2 separate regions of the Mus musculus genome follow, and region 2 is linked to region 1. A link is a contact called in public promoter capture Hi-C data. All regions are on one chromosome and are shown on one strand. Each heading gives the region's core, a stretch centred on a gene start, on an enhancer-like site or on the middle of the called end of the contact. The rest is flanking DNA. Distances are from core to core; before and after follow the strand shown. Region 1 overlaps Plscr4 (phospholipid scramblase 4). Region 2 holds the start of Slc9a9 (solute carrier family 9 (sodium/hydrogen exchanger), member 9).

Region 1 (6,187 bases), core at 792-3,291:
ATTGGACATTGTCAGAGCCATTACACACACACACACACACACACACACACTATTCATATATATTATTCAAATGTATATAATTGTACCTGTACAAAGGATTAAATTTGATAGTTCCTTAGAACCAAAATTTCATAAATGTTTAAGCCTATGAGACTTTAAAATACTCCCCAAGGCTGCGCGTTAGTGAAGTACTAGGCTGTGGAAGTGACCATTGGATGCTTCCCTTCTCATGACTTCCTTGAGGAACAAACTGCAGAGCTTCAGAATGAAATAGTGGCTGCCAAAAAACTAGTGGTGAAAGCGAGGATGAGTGGGAAGTTTGTTAATGGAGATCATTTCCGTAGTAATGAAACTGGCGACATTGTGGGCCACAAAGCAAGCCTTAACAAATACAGAGAATTGAGACGCTTCCTTATAGTCTGTCAGACCACAACAGAATAAAACTAGAAACAGCGTGAAGGAAAACTATAGAAATGACACCAGTACTCGCACACTTTCTATGAACACTGGATCACTGAAGAAATCAAGGAGAAACTTGAAATAATAATACATTCAAGTTGAAATAACAACAAAGCTTCTCAAATAACCAGGACGCAGACGGGGCAGTTCTAAGGGAAATGTTGGAGCTGGGAAGGCCCCCGTTAAAGGTCAGCTCTCAAATAATCTAATGAGTCACTTAAAGGTTCTGGAAAGTTAACAGCAAGCCCAGTCAAAATGAGGTAGATGGTAAGTAATTATAAAGATTAGGGCAGAAAACTGATAACTTAAAAAGATACACAAGCTCAACTAAAATACTTTATTTTTGAAAAGATGAACAAGATTGAAAGATCCCTAGCCACATGAGCCAAAATAAAAAGAGGGCAAAATTTAACAAAATTACAGACAAGGGAGAGGAATTAAAACAAAGTCCAATGTAATCCAAAAGTACCTTTAGGCAATGCTATGAAAACTTTCCGAACAGCTTAATGCATATCATCTGCAAAAATTAAATCAAGAAGATATAAATAACTTAATCAGAACAGTAATAACCAACAAGATTAACTGAGCAAAGGTAGTGTGTTCCCTTGGTATCAAAACCATATAATGGCAGAACATAAAAGAAACCCACAGAACACTAGGCAGAAACCTCTCAGGAAAATACTGGAAACTGAATTCAAGAACTCATTAAGAAGATCATACTTCATGACCAGTGATTATATTTCATGATCCATTTCAAGTGGCCAAGAACCCGGGTCATGCTTATAGAAGAAAATCTACTATTACTGAGCTAACAGAACATAGCAATAAAATGACTCTCAGTGACCTATTGCTATACCCATCGCTTCACTTGACCCTCATCAGAAAAGCTTCTTGAAGCAGATGGGAAATAACACAGAGACCCACAAGTGGCCAATATACAGAGATAAGGATGTGGGTTCATTCAGCTCTAAATGGAATGTCTCCATCTACACCTACAATCTCAGGTCTTAGGATCTATGCAGAAGAGGAGGTAGAAATGTTCTAAGAACCAAGAGTGATAAATGACTCTAAGGGAACAGCATCTTCAGGACACATGGCCTCACAGAGACTGGGACACATGTACAAGTTTGTTATTGTTTTTTTCTTGATTGCTTGCTTGTTTTCTGCAACAATTCTTTTTTCTGGACCTGCGTTATGGCACACGAGAAAGACCAAACCACAACACAGCGCATGCACACTGTATGTCTAACTCTACCATCTTCAGGGTACTTCTGGATGGCATTACATCTACTTTTAAGACTTTTTTTTTTTTTTTTTTTTTTTTTTTTTTTTTGCAGAAAACTGTAGGCTGTGATTGGCTCCTGCAATCAAAAGTCCTTCCCCATTTGTCATCTGTGGAATATGTTGATACCATTGTATAACATATGATTACTGTCCTTCCCTATAAGTACCTAATTCATCAGAAAGTAACTACTGCCAAAGCAGCCTCAAGTTGTACTTGATGCTCCCACCCCAGCCCTGCCACCTATCTAGCACATAAGGAGAGGAAAACTGTTAAGGTCTGTCTTGTGATATAATTAAGCTTCCTTCCTCTCCCCTAGTTTCAGTTTCATTCTGAGCAGTAGGGCTAGAAAGCTTTCCTTCATGTTTAGGAAGAAGACCAACCATTGTGTCAAGGGCAGATCAGGAAGCAACTCTGAATCCCACCCCTGGTCTCTGACCTCTTGTCTTGCACAGGGGCAGCAGAAGCAACAGCAGGTGCATCGGAAAGGCCTCTGCATGGTCATGATCTCTCGGCCCAGGCAGTCAGTGACCCGGAGCACAAAGGGTCGTAGGTTCCGATAGGCATTCCTGGTAAAGTCATCTGTGTCTTCAGTTACGATATAGACCATCTGGTCTATGTTGTTCTTGATGTCATATCTATTATTAGTTTCAAAACGTGTCATCACTAAAAGTTAGAATGAGAAAAGGATCTTAAGTTAGAACCAGCTGAGACAGGCTTCAGACAGCCTTCGTTATTTAATGAAAGAAGATAAAGGAAGGAGAAGAAGGATGAAGAGAAGGAGGACAATGAAAACGATGAAGACGACAATGAAGACGACGACAAAGACGACGAAGGAGACAGAGGAGGAGGAGAAGTAGTAGTTGTAGTACTTGTGGTAGTAGTGGTGATAGTAGTATGATTGGAGCTGAAAGCCAAAAAGATTTTTAAAAATTTCAGGTGAAAAGGTGAAATACAACCATGTGAGCCATTAAGCATTCTCAAAATGTCAAACATTTGCTAGGTTTATGAAATTATTTTCACAGTTTTCCCACATAAAAGTAATAGATAATACAATGTTCCTGAAATATTGGAATCCAGAAAATGTTAATAATAAAACCAGTTTAACGAATCACACATCAGACTATGATTTAATCAGCTCATGAAATGGACAAAATGACTGGAGACATGGTACTTGTGAATACGAAAATAAATTCAGAATGACCAAAGCCAGCTCCTACCTTGAGCACAAGGGACCTGCAGGGAGCTGAGAACCAAGCCACCTGACTATGATCGTCTTTCCAGGGGTCCATAGATGAAAGATCATCAGTGCATGGAATAGCAATAGATAAGACTCTATATAATAATTCACTCTACTGCTTTTATGAATATAAAGTAACAGAGAATAGTCTTCTCTCTCTGAATCACTAGAAAAGGCCATCAACATAAAATGAGGGACTAGGTATGAAGTAATACAAATTTCCATCTGATTAAAATACCTCTAATCAAAACACAATGTGAATCAGGACAAAGTTATACATACGTTCCAGAGGCTCAACATGCTGAAGAACGTGTATGTTGTCCAACTGTGGGGACAGAACAAAAGCAATTAGAAGACAGAAAGACAGAATTATGTGCTTGGGGTTCAGGGGTGTTAAAGAGAGTCTGAGATGTTGAGAGGGAGCCATGGACTGAACATTCTATGATCCTCTCTCTTTGTCTAGTTTTCTCTTCTTATTTTGTTTTTCATTTTTTCTTTTTCTTTTTTCTCCTTTTTTCGAGACATGGTTTCTCTGTATATCCCTGATTGTCCTGGAACTCACTCTGTAGACCAGGCTGGACTCGAATTCAGAAACTTGCCAGTTTCTGCCTCCTAAGTGCTGGGATTGAGGGCGTGCGCCACCATTGCCCAGCTGTTTTTCTTTTCTTTTTTTTTTAAAATATTTTTTATTATTACGTATTTTCCTCAATTACATTTAGAATGCTATCCCAAAAGTCCCCCATACTCTCCCCCACCCCCACTTCCCTACCCACCCATTCCCATTTTTTGGCCCTGGCATTCCCCTGTACTTGGGCATATAAAGTTTGCGTGTCCAATGGGTCTCTCTTTGCAGTGATGGCCGACTAGGCCATCTTTTGATACATATGCAGCTAAAGACAAGAGCTACAGGGTACTGGTTAGTTCATAATGTTGTTCCACCTACAGGGTTGCAGATCTCTTTAGCTCCTTGGATACGTTCTCTAGCTCGTAAGTAAGTGGCATGGCATCAGGTTAGTGACTCTCATTCTTAGTTTTCTAATTTTTTTCAGAAAGCCATATTGAATAATTTTACAGTTATTTGTGTTGCTTCAAGAGGAATGAATGTGTCCTATGAACGCATTCTTGTATGCACTGTCTACCTGCAAATCCACCATCGCCTGCATCGCCTGCCTCTACTGTCAGTGACTTATCTCCCTGTTTGCTCTAGCCAACGTCTTGCTCCCTGTCCTTAAACCCCATGGTCATACTTCATAGAAAATATTTTGGATCTATTAGAGTACCTGAGCTAAGTATTCCAAACCAGGAGGGCAGTTGGGCACAGGAGCTGGCCCTGCCATCCACATTATGGGAGCAGGCTGATTCGTCACAGGATATTTGCCAGGTTGGTACTGGATTGGATGGGTGCCACCAGTGGGATGGTACAAGGGGATGGCACCGGGCTGCTGGGGAATGTAGTATCCCATAGGCAAGCCTGCAGAAGGAGAGGCAACTGGTCCAGCAGGGCCTGTGTTCTCAAGCAGATGAAAATATCAGTTTAGTGTATTAGAAGTTATATAATTTTTACACGAGGAAATAACCATGCAACATGTTTTTAAAGAAAGTAGACCTGCTGATCTCTGACTGTGTACCCAAATATCTACCAGGTACTAAGGGAGCTGTTGGCATATTAGTTCACCTGATACTCTGAAAACTTATGATGTCAGAGTGCCCATTTCACAGATATAGAAATACAGTTCGACACACTGAGAAACAAGACAGCCTCTCACCGTGTGAGGCTTTTCCTTTGGGAATCATAAATGCATTCCATTGGTTTTAATGCAATTAGCACGAGGTCTAACATGCAACTATTACTGTCATTTTGCAGCTTATTGCAAAGGGGCCCATAGCCATCTCTGCTGGGTTGGCTGCTCAGTCGGTTCTCTTTGTCCTTTCATCTGGTCTTCAGGCAGTTTCTCTCAGGATCAGTTTCTTACATTTTGTTTCTTCATCAGACTACTACAAGTGGAGTGGTTTCAACAACTATTCCCTTCCCTGGCTTTAAGCTGGGAACCCCAAGATCAGCTGCATATCTAGACTGTGCTCACTCACCCTCTTTGTGGCCACCCTTCATGGATAACCAGGTCATCAATCTCATGTCATCTCTCAAAAAAACCACTAAGTCCACCCCAACAGTTTCACTCTCATGACCTCGGCAAACCTCAAAGAAAAGATACTACCTCCCCAGCCTTTCTTATAGGTCCCAGCTGGTGAACATGGGGTAGGGTTATAAGATGCTCAGTCCAAAGTACTTATCCATATTTATGACCCATGCTCCACACCCCACCACAATCCAACATCTGATGAACTCTGTCTCTGTCATTATAAATCATTCAAGCTCCCAGGAACAGCACTTGCCAATGGTTTTTAAAGAGGAGTATTGAGAATAATAAAATGCTACAAAATAACTAATGTACAACGTTGTCCTCCACCAGGGCTGCTTAGGTCATGTTTGCTACAGAGGACCGGAGTACAGAAAAACAAAAACAACGGAACTAAATTTCAAAACTTGGTTGTTTAAACGTAATACTTTCAAATGTGTAAGACAAACATTTTGGGGTTGTTTCTTTAATTGTGCCACAAAGTATAGTAAGTGTTTCAAAAATAGCCTGGAGTTCTCAAAACAGAGATTCCTAGCCCAGTTTCCATTTATCAAACACAATGTCCAAGTAAAAATAACGAAGTATCTCAATTTCTTTCCTCCTCTAAATGTATAACTCAGTGGGCTTTGCTGCTGCTGCTGCTGTTGCTGCTGCTTTTTCTGCCAGCAAAGCCGAGCAATCATCCCCATTGACTAAATACAGATGATTTATCATCCATTAACAGCCACTCTTATTTCTTCTTCTCTTGTCTCTGGAAACCATGCTCTGTGGTCTGCCTAGGGTGGGCATGCCCTGTAGATGGTAGTGTACAGTGTGTAAACTGCAGATCAGGTTTCTCTCCATCTGTATGTCTTCAAATTTTATTCATGTTATAGCACATGCATTGCATTTGCAATACTTCACTCTTTTTATGGTTGATTAGCATTCTGCAATGTGGAATATATAGGATTATTTGTGTTAATTATCTCATGGACACTTGGGTTGGCTTCACTTGTAATCATAACAACACTGCTGTCATCATTCACATACACATTTCATGTACACATTTGGTATGAACATTTTTTTCTA
Region 2 (7,036 bases), core at 1,210-3,709, 2.2 Mb before region 1:
AAAACACATGGGGAGGACTACCATGCTTGACTCTTCAGCTTGGGGAGGACTACCATGCTTGACTCTTCAGCTTGGGGAGGACCACCATGCTTGACTCTTCAGCTTGGGGAGGACCACCATGCTTGACTCTTCAGCTTGGGGAGGACTAACATGCTTGACTCTTCAGCTTGGGGAGGACTACCATGCTTGACTCTTCAGCTTGGGGAGGACCACCATGCTTGACTGTTCAGCTTGGGGAGGACCACCATGCTTGACTGTTCAGTGCAGGGACAACCATTATTAACTAAATCTAATCAAGAATTATTTAAGTCAAAGTTTAACTACTTTTATAAAACAATATCCCTACCACAGAGAAGAAAATTGATAAAAAAAAAAAAACTGTTATAATTCAAGCACATGGAGAAATCTTCCCTTCCAGTAAGGGTTTAATCTTAACTATGTGTTGTATCGCTAAAATATGCACAGCCCTTTGATCTGATGCTTAGGATGACAGTGTTTCTGGCTTCTCAGATTACACCCTGCATCTTTTTGATTATTTATTACCCAAGATAGAGAAAGCTCCTGGTAAATCGATTATGGAGAAAGGGAGAATGACTCACGTCTAGGGCTCGGCCTCTGAAAGCGCTGTGCCCTTCTCTTTTGGCCTGTCTCTCCCACCCTGAAAAGTTTTGCTGTGTGCTGTAGGACCTTCAGTACAAAGAAACTTAGTGGAGCTCTGAATTGGCTTCGAGAAAGCAAGCTGCACTACATGGCCTTAACGGTCTGTCCTACAGCTCAAGTGGCTCAAGGGTAGGCTATCTCATGCTTTCCCTTCAGGACCATTCCTTGTTAACATCAGTCCATCACACGCTTAGCACATGAAAGGTGCCCTCATCTTGTTTCCCTGGAGCCCAGACATATAAAAGGGCCTCCTCCAAAAAGAAGGAGAAGTCAAAAAGTATGTTCTTTGCTATCCGTTTTGGCAGCCCTTGACTGTTCCCATTATGTTCAAAGCTGTTACCTTTTACTTGGTAGGATAAGGGTCATGAAGTCAGTTGGTAGTGAGACAATTTGTCTCAGTACCAGCTCAGTGCTAGTGCCTTGTAGCTCATCTTAATAAACTAGATAAACCAGGCTAGTCTGTACAAACTCCATAATCACATTTTATTAAACTTCCCAAAAATGATGGATGCCATGGTAACTTGCACAGAAAGAGCATCACTTTGGGAGGTTAAACCTTAAATTAAAACCTTTTTTCCCCTCTGTAGTTTAAAGAATTGGGTGTTCTTACTTATACATATTATTCCAGCACCCAGGAGGTTGAAGCAGGAAGATCACTGTGAGTCTGAGGCCAACCTTGTCTATAGAGTGAGACCTGTCTAAAATGAGAGAGAGAGAAAGGGGGAGAGAGAGGGAGAGAGAGAGGGAGAGAGAGAGGAGAGAGAGGGAGAGGGAGAGAGAGAGAGAGAGAGAGAGAGAGAGAGAGAGAGAGAGAGAGAGAGAGAAGTGTGTGTGTGGTGTGAGAACACAAATAAGTATTATAAACAAGACCATATTAAATCAGGCTAAGCAATGGAAAATGTTAAATAGGAAATTCTTGGTTTAACACTTTTATTATCAGAAGCTAAAATAGTGTTCACAGGATGAAAAAGGATTTGGACACAATTATTCCCATTACAAGGGTGGGGTCTGTTTCTACGAGTATTTCTTCTTGAAAATAGTTGAAAGGGTATTTCCTCCATGCAGTCTGAAGCCATTCCCTTAACTTTGCCTGGCTCCTCTGGCTGCCTGTGGAAGAGGCTGCGCTGACTGACTGCATTGCCACCACAACCTACTACCATGACTAGCGCTCCATGACTCCCCGCATGACAAAGGACTGCAGCTGTCAACAGACTCACATACTGTGCTGCCTCAGAGCCTGTCACTGTGACAGCTGCTCTGTGGTCAGGCGGAATTTCTGCCGCTCCTCTGGAAAGAGGTTAGCATCCCTAACACTGCGGCACCTCTCGCTGAGCTAATGACACTTCAATCAGCATGTTCCCCTCACTTTCTGCACTTTGCCATCTGAGCACAAGTCTCTAATTACTACGCCCAGGCAACAAGTTACACATCTACCCCACCATTTACACACTCACCATACACCATCGCCCCTCCAGTCTCATGCAAGAAGCGGAATCGGTGATTTTTAAATAACCAGATTGTTAAAATGGTAAGGATGAGCAAAAAATTAAACGCGAGTAGCTCCACTGCTCCCTGGTGTTGAAAATGATCTTCATCCTTCCCTGACGTAAACCGAAGCTGCCCAGCCATTCTCCACTCGACCGACTGTGATGCTCAGAGAAATCCCTGGACAAGGGATGAGCCCTTAGATGAGGGTTGCCTAGGATAGACTGGCGCCCACAGAATTTCAGAATAAACGCTGCTACTTTGTTGCTACTTCGCAAGCAATTCAGATGGCTTAGCATTCAGACCGGCTTCTCGTTACAACTTCCTGTTTCTCTCTTAAAGCAGCCCCGTCTCTTTTCAAACTCCAGAGGGTGGTTTCATCATAAAAGATTCTGTCTTTAAATGATTCACTCTGGAAAGAGATCTTCCACACTGGTCAAATCTGCCAGCAAGATGCTGATGTCCAGACTCGTGGCCCTCCTGTTTCCAGCATGATTTCTTAGTCTGTATGCAACTGGCAAATTGTACATTGATAGTAAGACAGTTCAACCCGGCACATCAATAGTTTTCAGATTCAAAAGGGCAAGTCCAGACCCTTAACTTCACCTACTCAGGTTTCTCCCCTCCCACCACAGCCTCCCAGGGGAGGATTGACAGGTATGATTTCACAGGACTATTTCTGAAGTTGAGAGGCACAGATCCAGTGCACGATTCTCTGACTTTTTATAATTGCCGGTCAACTAAAATAATCAAAAAGAAAAGTCTAGCCCCAGTCCTTTAACGGTGCTATTTAAATTTGTTGAAGAAAAAAAGGAAGAGAGATAGAGAAGGTGGAGGATGGAGGGAAGAAGGGAGGGAGGGAGAAAAGGGAGAGGGAGGTGTTTAAGACTGGTACCTCCAGTTCTTCTGCTTCCTAGGCAAACATCAAGATTTCCTTGTCTTTACCAATCAGTCACCATGCAGCCAGGTCTGCTGTGGAGACCCCCACATCTCACCACATGGTAAAATGGACGAGTGTTAATGTCTGGCTTCTATTCTGATAGAATTAGAATTCCATTTCTGTATTGTAAGGCACCCTGAAAAAAATATGACACTAAAGGCTTTGAGACAAACACATAATAATATTATGGTCTTACAGACCTGTAACTCTAGCGTTCAGGAAGCTGAGGCAAGAGGATCGCTGTGAATTCAAGGTCTCCCTGAGCTACATAGACACTGGAAGGTAACTACCCATCGGAAAGCTAATTTCCCACTCTGGGAGAGCATCAAGCACTCCAGTGCCTCAGCCTCTTTGCTTATGCAACTCCGAGCTGGAGTTGGTTTTCTCTGTGTGCTTGGCTCAGCAGGGGGCATCTGTGTGCACAGCAGATGTTTTTACCCATGGTCCCTTTTGGCACGCATCTCTGTGATGACTAATACTGGAGTTGTCTTGAAGCCTGTCAGCTATTGCTTGCAAGCATTTGCCAGCAGCCTCACCTTCCGTATTCAAAAACCCACAGGTGAGTCGTTAGATTTACAAGATAATGCAAATTCAAAAACGAGAGAACTTCCTGGTTTTGCTGCTTTTAAGGCAGACTTGCTCTTCGATTGTCTTACCACATCTCTTTCCCTCTTCCTGTGAAGAGACCCAGGAAGTGGGTGAGAAGGAGCAGGAGATTGTTTGCCTGACTCTACAAGCTTTTCAAAAGCTTTAAGCTTGCTGTTGAAATAAGGCAGTGTAGGAAGATGAAGGAATTGTGGGTAGAGAAAGGAAGGCCTCACCTGGAAGCCTGGCCCAAGCCTGCTGCCTGGAGCATGGAGAATGGCAGCACTGTCAACAGCAGTTGGCTAGGACGATTTGGAACAAAGACAGTATTTCTCGTCCATAGAGACGCTTCACTGGGAACATTAAAATGGAAAGCTGTTTTCTTGAGGCATAAGGACACATGGCCTCTCTACCTTTCCAGTTGTAAAAGCTAGGACTCTCAAAACATCATTTACAAGCAAAAGACTGGTTCTAACTCTCTGATTCAACTCTGTAACTAATTTTTTGTTTGTTTGTTTGTTTTTTCATATTATCAGTTTACAATCCCATCCAAGGCGTCTCTGGGAAGACCGTAAATTTTCATTTGTTAAAAGAAAGGAGAGGGCTGGCGAGATGGCTCGGTTGAGTAAAGGTACTTGCTGCCAAACCTGATGACTTGAGTTCGATTCCCTGGGTCCGTGGGTTCAGTGGAGAGAACGAACCCTTGCAAGCATTCTTCTGGTCCTTCTCATGATTCAATGAGTGCTGTCCTGAGGCCAGCTGTCAGTGTTGACGGTGTCTCCCTCAACAATCTGCACTGTGGCCTTGCTCCCATCCAGCTACCTTGCTTCCTTTGTGAATCTGTGTGAACCGTGTTTTCAGTTCTTTGGATAAGAAACCTAGTAACCAGAGCTGCCTGACCCCAGACACTAACCAACAGTAACAGTTCTGGGTCCTAGTAAAACTAGAACAACTAATTACAGGAATAGCCAAGGTTCCCAACATTACTAAGTGCTGTGCTGTCTATATTAAGGAGATAGATGCTGACAGATGGACGATTATCAACTGGAAATGACGGCACTGTGCTGGCACCTGATGACGATAACCCTTCAAGCCACAAGCTCACAGGAACCTGGTTTGGAACTCAAAACACAGCGGTTGTCTTAACTAGCTTTGGATTGTGATGATCAAAAACAACTTGGCGAGGAAAGTTTATTTGGCTCGTACATCCAGATCATAGTCTCTCATAAAAGGAAGTTGGGGCAGGAACCTGGATACAAGAATTGATGCAGAGGCCACAGAGGAACCCTCCCCATGGGCTCACTTAGGACCATGTGCCCAGGAGTAACGCTACTCTGCAGAGGGCTAGGTGATCCCACATCAATCACTAATTGAGAAAATAGCACACAGACTTGCCAAACAGGCAATCTAACACAGGCATTTTGTCAACCAAGATCCCTTTTCCCAGATGACCCCAGCTAGTATCCAATTGAGAAAACAAAACAAAACAAAAACAACCAAAAAAAGCTAAGCAGCACAACTGTGGAACGCAAAGCAAGGACCCAAGAGAAACTACTGAAGCTTTCCAATCCCTTTCTCAAAACCTGTTGTGAACTGAGTTGAAGGCGCCTGTTCTACAATGCCACATGCAAGTGAGAGAGGAAAGAGAAAGGACAGAACTGCCTGACTCACTACCACCATCAGCATACCCTGCCTCAGCTTGCCCACAAAACCCAACGGCGAGAAGGAGTCAAAGAGGGGGACCTGTACTGTCAGGGTAACCTAGGGTGGAGCAGATGTTGCCCGTAGGAGGGAATGTCACCCAGTCAATGTTACAGAATCTCCAGTCACTGCTGATAGAAGAGGCTGCAGGTACAGGCTGGGGAAGCAAACTGCCCAGGTGTGGAGACACTGAGGGATTTCATGTCAGGCTCTATGAAGGATCCAGGCAAACCTGGCATTATGCCTGCCATTTAGCCTTGTTATCCCTAAGCCATCCAAGGAGCGGCAGCATTCTACCCAAGTCCTTAGGAATAAGGAGGGGCCCCTGGAACTTCAATTTTTTTCAAATCATATTTTTAATGATGGTTTTTAAACATTCTAACCTCCCTTCTAGCCCACCACCCACCAGAGATAGTGGGTAGAATTCGGGGGAAGTGGACCTGCATAGAAAGTTTCTTTGGAGCAACTCCCATCTGTGTTGTCTGGAAATCAGCAGTTCAGTTCACAGGTCAGCAGCAGCAGCAGCTCCATCCACTTGAAAACACTTCATGGATACACCAGCAGTTCAGTTCGGTAGAGTTGGTGTATATATAGCACCGCACGAATCAACAGTGGTGGCACTACCTAGCAGAAACAGCCAGGCCTCAGCCTTGGCAGGAGTTAGCAGGAGGTACTAGGAGAAGTTCTAGGCTATGCCTCTCTCAGTAAAGCAAAGCTCAGTGAAGACGAGAGACCAAGAGTTACACAGCTAACTCTATAAGCAAGCCTAGCTCAGCCTCCATCACTGTCCCTCAAGTCCTATTTATACCCTCCATGGGTCTCGCCTTAGCAAGTGCATCTATCTCAGCTAACATCACTTTGCCAACAGCCAGAGTCTGAGGAAGAAACTATAGCACACCACCAGAAGTTTTTGGGTGTAGTTCTCTCTATGGAGTCCCTACAGATGGAGTTCAACTACACAATGTAAGTCAAACCAATACATGTGAGTTGTTAACAAAGAATCCTTCATCACGTGTCCTTTCATGTGTTTGCTTTAGCAGAACATTCTTTCACCTGTGTCTGCTTCAGCTAAACGTTCCTTCATGCATTTGCCCCAGAAAAAAAACACCATCCAATAGACTTTCCAAAGAACCCTTAAGTTTCCACTTCAGGCCCCTACAGGTACCCCTTGATTGACATCTTGTCCATTCTCACCTTGTTTCCTGCAGTCACCTCCCTTTTGGCTAAATGTCTGGAGGTCACCTTCGGTAGAAACAGTAACCTGCAGGTTGAGAGACCAGTCCTAAGGGAAAATGGACTTACTGACTTTTTTTTTTTGGTCTCCACAGGCAAGACAGAGAGGGTATAGGGTGGCCCCAGTACCTGGAACTCCCCCCACCTCTGAATATAGGCTTCCAGGTTGGGGCAAAGCAAGAACCCTGGAGCTAGGGACAGGGAGGAGACAGAGGTGCCACACTGAATTCTATCTACTACAAGAGCCTACCCAACCAGGTTAACCGAGGAGCCAGAACCCTGAGTACTTCCCTTTCTCTCTTCTCCTTTCCCTTGTCCACGTGACAAATACAGTTAACCTCTCTCTGCCAAGCCTAAACCCTCTGTCTTCTCCAACGACTACTCCAGCCCCCTTCCCTAAAAGCCAATGCCCTATGATTTCTCTGAATTAAA

Evidence for each region. Promoter capture Hi-C pulls out the DNA fragments that hold promoters and counts their contacts.
Region 2: a contact with region 1 is called in a promoter capture Hi-C map of pre-B cells, with 8 times the contacts expected there. The contact joins the promoter of Slc9a9 here to the enhancer-like site in region 1. A contact is called at or near these places in 10 of 39 promoter capture datasets (the 3T3-L1 cell line, the C10 cell line, the HPC-7 cell line and 6 more).

Annotation. Positions count from the first base shown.
Region 1 is chr9:92,480,940-92,487,126 of GRCm38.p6, reverse strand. It overlaps Plscr4 (phospholipid scramblase 4), which reads right to left. Exons shown (of 9, transcript NM_178711.3): 4 at 4,262-4,485; 5 at 3,264-3,306; 6 at 2,181-2,407. Among named protein-coding and RNA genes, the nearest start is that of Plscr4, 27 kb to the right of the region's middle. Within about 2 kb of position 2,041, at least 11 of the 459 cell types and tissues checked have an H3K27ac peak or open chromatin away from gene starts, as enhancers often do. A contact at or near this core is called in the HPC-7 cell line and pre-B cells, where this site is marked.
Region 2 is chr9:94,665,315-94,672,350 of GRCm38.p6, reverse strand. It overlaps Slc9a9 (solute carrier family 9 (sodium/hydrogen exchanger), member 9), which reads right to left and starts at 2,459. Exons shown (of 16, transcript NM_177909.5): 1 at 2,115-2,459. The coding sequence starts at 2,289.